Regions from separate parts of the Callithrix jacchus genome. Here region 1 is linked to region 2. The links are chromatin contacts, called in public Hi-C maps. All regions are on one chromosome and are shown on one strand. Each heading gives the region's core, a stretch centred on a gene start, on an enhancer-like site or on the middle of the called end of the contact. The rest is flanking DNA. Distances are from core to core; before and after follow the strand shown.

Region 1 (2,700 bases), core at 170-2,669, 170 kb after region 2:
GCTGTCATTCAAGGCTTACATAGCATGGAGGTGCCCTCCCTGGGGTGTCCTGTGTGCTGACCTCTGTCCTGGTGCCTGGTGGTGTCCTGGTGAGGAGCTCCATGAGCCTCTGTAGGGCTCTTCTCTGCATGGGGGTCCTGGAGATGGGCAGACTGGGTGGACTGCCAATCCGTTCAGGGCCTTTGAATGAAGCACGTTATCTAAGGGCACTAATTCTGGATCCTCAGATATTGTGACAAAAACTTGACATTTTTCTTCCTTCAAAGTAATTTATTGACTAAAATAACTGATGGAGCAAAGGTGATGCCTTAGTACCTAAATATTCCAGAAGATTACTGACATAAAGTCAAAATTTGGCTAAGAACAAGAAGTCTCTCAGAATGTGCTTTTCGCACAAGCCCCTGCACCAGGAAGCTATCTGTGTGGTGTTGGGCCTGACTGATTTGCATCAGCTCAAGGGCGCTCAGGCACGTGGCATCCCCCTGTAAGGTCAGCGGAGGGAGAGCAGCTGGCCAGGTCAGAGCATTCATTTCTGTCCGAAGCTCTGTGGGGAATAAAGATGGCTTTTCCAGTAGCCTCTGTCATTCCAGAGAGTTTTAAGATTGCTTTTATTTGTTGTTCTACTCTGGAACTATGAAGCCAGACCAAAGAAATGTTTCCACACCAGGTTTTGCCCAGAGTCTTTAAAATGTTTATGAACGTCTTTAACTTGAGGCCCTCACAATTTTCTGAGCCCCCATAAGGTACAGAATAGGGGCCAGGTCTGCTCCCTTGTGAGGGCTGGGGGACATTGGCTCCACTGGGCATGGCTCCTTCCTGTGGATGGCTTAGGAGATGTGAGATTCATTTTCAGATGTGACAATCCAGATGTGGGGTGGGTGGCACGTTTTTTTTTTTTTTTGCCCAGTTATATCCGAGTAAAAGGAGGACAAATTCTTACTGAACCTATGCAATAAACTACATTGTCAGGAGGAGTAAAGCATCTTAGTGTGAGTGTTCCTGAATTCTCAACGTTCAGGAGCAGTGTTCCATTTCAGCTCCAAAAGCAGTCTACTGGATTTACGGCTAGAGAGAGATGAAGAGAAAGAGAAGGGGCTTCCTTGTGCGCACATTGGTAAATACAGCATGAAAGAGAATACCAGCAATATTCCAAAGCCACAACCAGCATTTCCCTGCCAGCTCCTCAAGTCTTACTTCCTGTCTGCTGGCTTGTCATAGTCATGTGCTTCTCGGCTCAAAACCCCTGGGAGCCCAGTTCATTTCCCTGGTGGAGTCGGACAGTTGTCGAAGGGGTGTCAGGTTCTGTTCAGCAGCCTGAGCCCGATTCTGTTCCTTGTAGTGTCAGTAGTGAAGGTGCCTGTGCATTCATTTTCTGTCGTGCAGGGACTGCCGTCGCATCTGACTCTGAGGGTCCTCTAACAAGCCCACTGGCTATTGGCAGAGCTCAGTTCCTTGTGGCCATAGGCCTATGGGGCTTGACTCCTGGAGACTGCCCATAGCCCCTGCCCTGTGGCCCTCTCCACAGCATGGCAGTTTGCCTCTCAAGATGTATAGGCAAGGGTCTCCCCTCTTCCTTTCCTCACTGACTTCTCCTGTCTTTCAGGGCTTTACCTGATCAGGCCAGACCCACTCAGGAAAATCTCCCTTTTGATGAACTCAGTCACCTGATGAGATGCCTTAATTGCATCTGTGACATCCCTTCATCTTTGCCTTATGTAACGCTTTATCCCATTATATTCACAATTCCTCCCACCTGCAAGGGCAGGGGAGTGTACAGGTGTGTACCCCAGGAGCAGGATGCTAACGCTGCACTGACTGAGAAAAGAATTTGTCACACCTGTGTGTACCTGAAAGAGGTGTGTGCCCAACAGTGGTGTGTGCACCTGACAGGAGTGAGTGTGTCTCACATAGGTATGTGTGCCCGGGGTGTGTGTACCCAACAGAGGTATGTGCAACCAGGGTGTGTGTGTGTCTGACATGGGTATGTGCACCCGGCAAGGATGCGTGAGCCTGACGGGTGTATGTGTCTGACATGGGTGTGCGCACCTGGCAGGGGTGTATGTGTCTGACATGGGTGTGTGCGCCCGGCAGAGGCATGTGCCTGACAGAGGCCTGGCTTAGTGTTCAGGGTCCACAGTACGTGAAGAATCCTACAGATCCTTGTGGACAAGGCAGTACGGTGGAATTTGGGGCAAAAGACTTGCATAGATTTTTTTTTTTTTAAACAAAAGATGAGATTGAAATGGCAGTGAGCTCATGCTTGTTTATCCAGTGAGCATTGAGGACCTCCTAAGGCCAGGCCCATGATGAAGATCCTGAGGATGAAGACGCCTTGCCATTCAGGTCAGTGGTTGACGGCAGTCGAAGTCAGGGGCACCCAGTACCACACCCCTGGCTACTGCTGACAGCAGGGTGAGTCCCCTGCCACGTGGGCAGAGCCGCCTCTGCAGATTCCCAGGTGGATCTCCTGGGCAAGGACTGGCAGGCTATGGCCTGTGAGCAGATTCTGCAACCTGAAAGCTAAGAAGGGTTTTTACATTTTTAAGGAGTTATAAAACAAAACAGGAAGAATCTGCAACAGAGACCATATATGGTTTGTAGAAATGGACAAACCTGCTCTAAGGGGCTCGCTTGCTGGTGGGGCCTCGTCTGGGTTGCCAATTCGGCCGACTCTGGAATTGGAAGGTCTCAAGGAAGGCT
Region 2 (2,700 bases), core at 119-2,618:
CCCATTATTAGAGCAGAGAGCGCTGGCAGCACTGTGGCAGCGGAGAAGGCTGTGGCTCTGGCGGGTCGGTCTGCTTGCCCACATCTCCGGAATTGCAGCTGCAGAGCGCATGCCCTGGCTCCCGGGCGGCAGCGTCTCACCTGCGCTTTTCCTGTCATGGGTTTTTAGGCAGCCTGTACCTAAGTGTCACCCATCCCTCTCTCTTTGCGGGGCCATTCAGCCCAAGCTGCAGGTTTCTGCCCGGCCAGCCGGTGCTCCAGAGAGCAAAGCCACCCCCAGTGCTCTGTGACCAGTCGGCTCAGGGCTGGTTTCTGGTCACTCCTGAGGGCAGGGCCGAGGTGGGGTCTTTCAGGGTCAAGGGTTGGCTGTTCCTGGAACAGCTCTGGAGTCCTCCTCATGTGCCTCCCAGGGAGGTCCCCACACGGTGCGTGTGAGCTTGGCGCCTCTCTGCAGGCCGGCTCTGTGGCAGCTGCATCCTGGACTCCTGAGGCTCAGGCAAGGGCACGGCTTCTCCTCATCCTCCTTGTCTTCATCTCCATCATGCATCTGCCCTGCATCTTGCAGTCCAGCTCAGGTATAGGTGCTGTGGCAGCCGAGAGCACCCTGGGGACCACTGGCTGGCCCCAGGCTGGAGATCGCAGGAGCCGCCCATACCCCGAGGCCTCGTCTTTCACCCTCTAAGCCTGTTCACTGCCAGTAGCAATGGGTGGCCCGGAGCGTTCTGCAAGTGTGAGGAGTGGATGGCAGTCACGGCATATTCCCCCATGGGGAGGCCTGGGCTCTGTCTTGGAGGGAAATGAGGGATTTCCTGTCTCAGCCCCTGTCTGGGGTTCTGTGAGGTTCAGTTTAATGGGAACTTAGCGGTCCTCCCTGACGCTTTTGAGCTGTGGACTGAGCAGCCAGAAGGAATGGCGATGTCTGAGCTGCCCGTGCAGCAGGTGGCCTGGGGTAAAGCGGACAGGGCACAGGGCACGGGGCAAGAAGCCTCTCTGTGCCCAACGGGGAATGCCGAGCTCACAGCCACCTCCGCCCTTCTGACTTTGCAGCGTCAGCTCGACCAGCTGGCCAAGCATGTGAGGTTGTGTTTTTACCATCAGTTTGGGCTTGCTATTCCTGATGCCCAGTTGGACTTCAGGCCCCTGTGTGAGCTCAGGCTGGGGCCACCTGCCTCAGGTGTGGCCGTTGCTGCCGTCCCTTCGTCACTAGTCAGACATGGTTGGTGACCTTCCCCTCCCCATAGCCACTGGGACTGTAGTGCTGGCACTGCTGGGATCTGGGTTTGGGGTAAGGCCCAGGACAGGGGCGGCTCCAGACACCCTCACTTGAGGCCTGGTGTCTGCACTCCCAGCCCAGCCCTCCTCCAAGCTGGCATTTCTGCTGCACCCATGGGGCATCTCCTGCTCCCTGCGCTTCCGCAGCACCCGGGAGAGCTGTGGTGGACTGTCTTGGCTGTGTGCCTTGTCAACTTAGAAACCGGAGCAGCTCCAGCTGACTTCCCACTGTTCCCATCACAGGGTGGGGTGCCCTGGGCCTGCGGGGTTGAGAGGAGCAGGGCACGCAGGGCGAGCACCCTCTATAGCCTGTGGCACCAATTCTGTCTCAGTGAACCCATCAGGCCATCCAGAGGCGGGAAGTGGGAGCAGGCATGAACCTGTGCCAGGGCATTTCACCGAGGGCGCCTTGGGCCCAGAAAGTGGCGGGAGCAGGGGGCCGTGGGGCCACCGCCAGCAGTTCCAGGCAGTCTCTGCCCCGGCTTCAGCATTCCAAGCCCTCTCCTCCTGCAGGAAGCGGCATGTTTGGTTCCTGTTTTCTTGGTGTCATGGCAATGGGGCCAGGGAGCTCCCTGGGGCCAGAGCCGGGAAGGGTCACTGTGCTGCGTTCCTGACCGGGCCTGCGCCCGGGCCTCGTTTTCTTCATTCCGACGCAAGACAGGTCACTGTTCGGGTCAGTTTCCACTGGTCTTAGATTCATTTTTCTTTTGAAACTATTTGAAGACCATAGAAAGCTGCAGCGTGAGCCCCTCCCCTTTGTGTTTGGAGCCAGAGGTCGGGGATGCTGCGACGGAAAGTAGGTCAGCCCGGGCTCATCAGGAAGCTGTGGGAGGGGGTTAAATCCCGCGGGAGCCCTGGGAGGCTCCACACCAGCTCCTGACGTGAAGTCTGTGACGCCAAGCACAGTGACTGCCCTTCTCCAGGCAGAGCTGCTTCTGCTTTGTTTTTCCTTAGACACGGTGGGTTTGTTGGACACGGTGGGTTTGCTGGATTTCTCTTTAATGCAGACAGGAAGGTCTGCATTAAAGAGAAATCGGGAGACACGTCTTGTATGGATGTGTTCTGGGGAGAACGCGTCTGAGGCTGAACTGTCTCAGGAAATCAGTTAAGACCGAGGAATTGGGGGTGTCCGTGAGTCCACTCTGTTTCAGAGGAAACTGGAGTCAGAGATACAGCACCCAGTGAGTGCCCTCTCCATCTGTCCCCACCTGCACAGCCCTGCAGGCTTGCCCTACCCCCACCCGTCCCCCGAGCAAATGAGGCTCCTTTCCCCACCTGCCGGGCAGGGGCCTGGGCTCTGAGGGGACCAAGCACAAGGGGCACCTGTGGATTCACTTTCTGGGGCTCCCTGAGAGGCAGCCTCTTTCCCTGGGGTTACAAGACTTTCTAGGAGGTGACAGTAGTCTCTGGATACATGTCCTAAACTCAC

What was found. A called contact is a pair of places that touch in the nucleus more often than the background predicts.
Region 1: a Hi-C map of skeletal muscle shows a contact between it and region 2, with 4 times the contacts expected there. The contact joins two enhancer-like sites. A contact is called at or near these places in 2 of 3 Hi-C or Micro-C datasets (both in skeletal muscle).

What each region holds. Positions count from the first base shown.
Region 1 is chr21:50,791,457-50,794,156 of calJac240_pri, forward strand. The region is part of intron 2 of ADARB1 (adenosine deaminase RNA specific B1); the gene reads left to right. Among named protein-coding and RNA genes, the nearest start is that of ADARB1, 59 kb to the left of the region's middle. Within about 2 kb of position 1,420, at least 2 of the 16 cell types and tissues checked have an H3K27ac peak or open chromatin away from gene starts, as enhancers often do. A contact at or near this core is called in skeletal muscle, where this site is marked.
Region 2 is chr21:50,616,788-50,619,487 of calJac240_pri, forward strand. All of the region lies in intron 2 of SLX9 (SLX9 ribosome biogenesis factor), which reads left to right. Among named protein-coding and RNA genes, the nearest start is that of SLX9, 20 kb to the left of the region's middle. Within about 2 kb of position 1,369, at least 9 of the 16 cell types and tissues checked have an H3K27ac peak or open chromatin away from gene starts, as enhancers often do. A contact at or near this core is called in skeletal muscle, where this site is marked.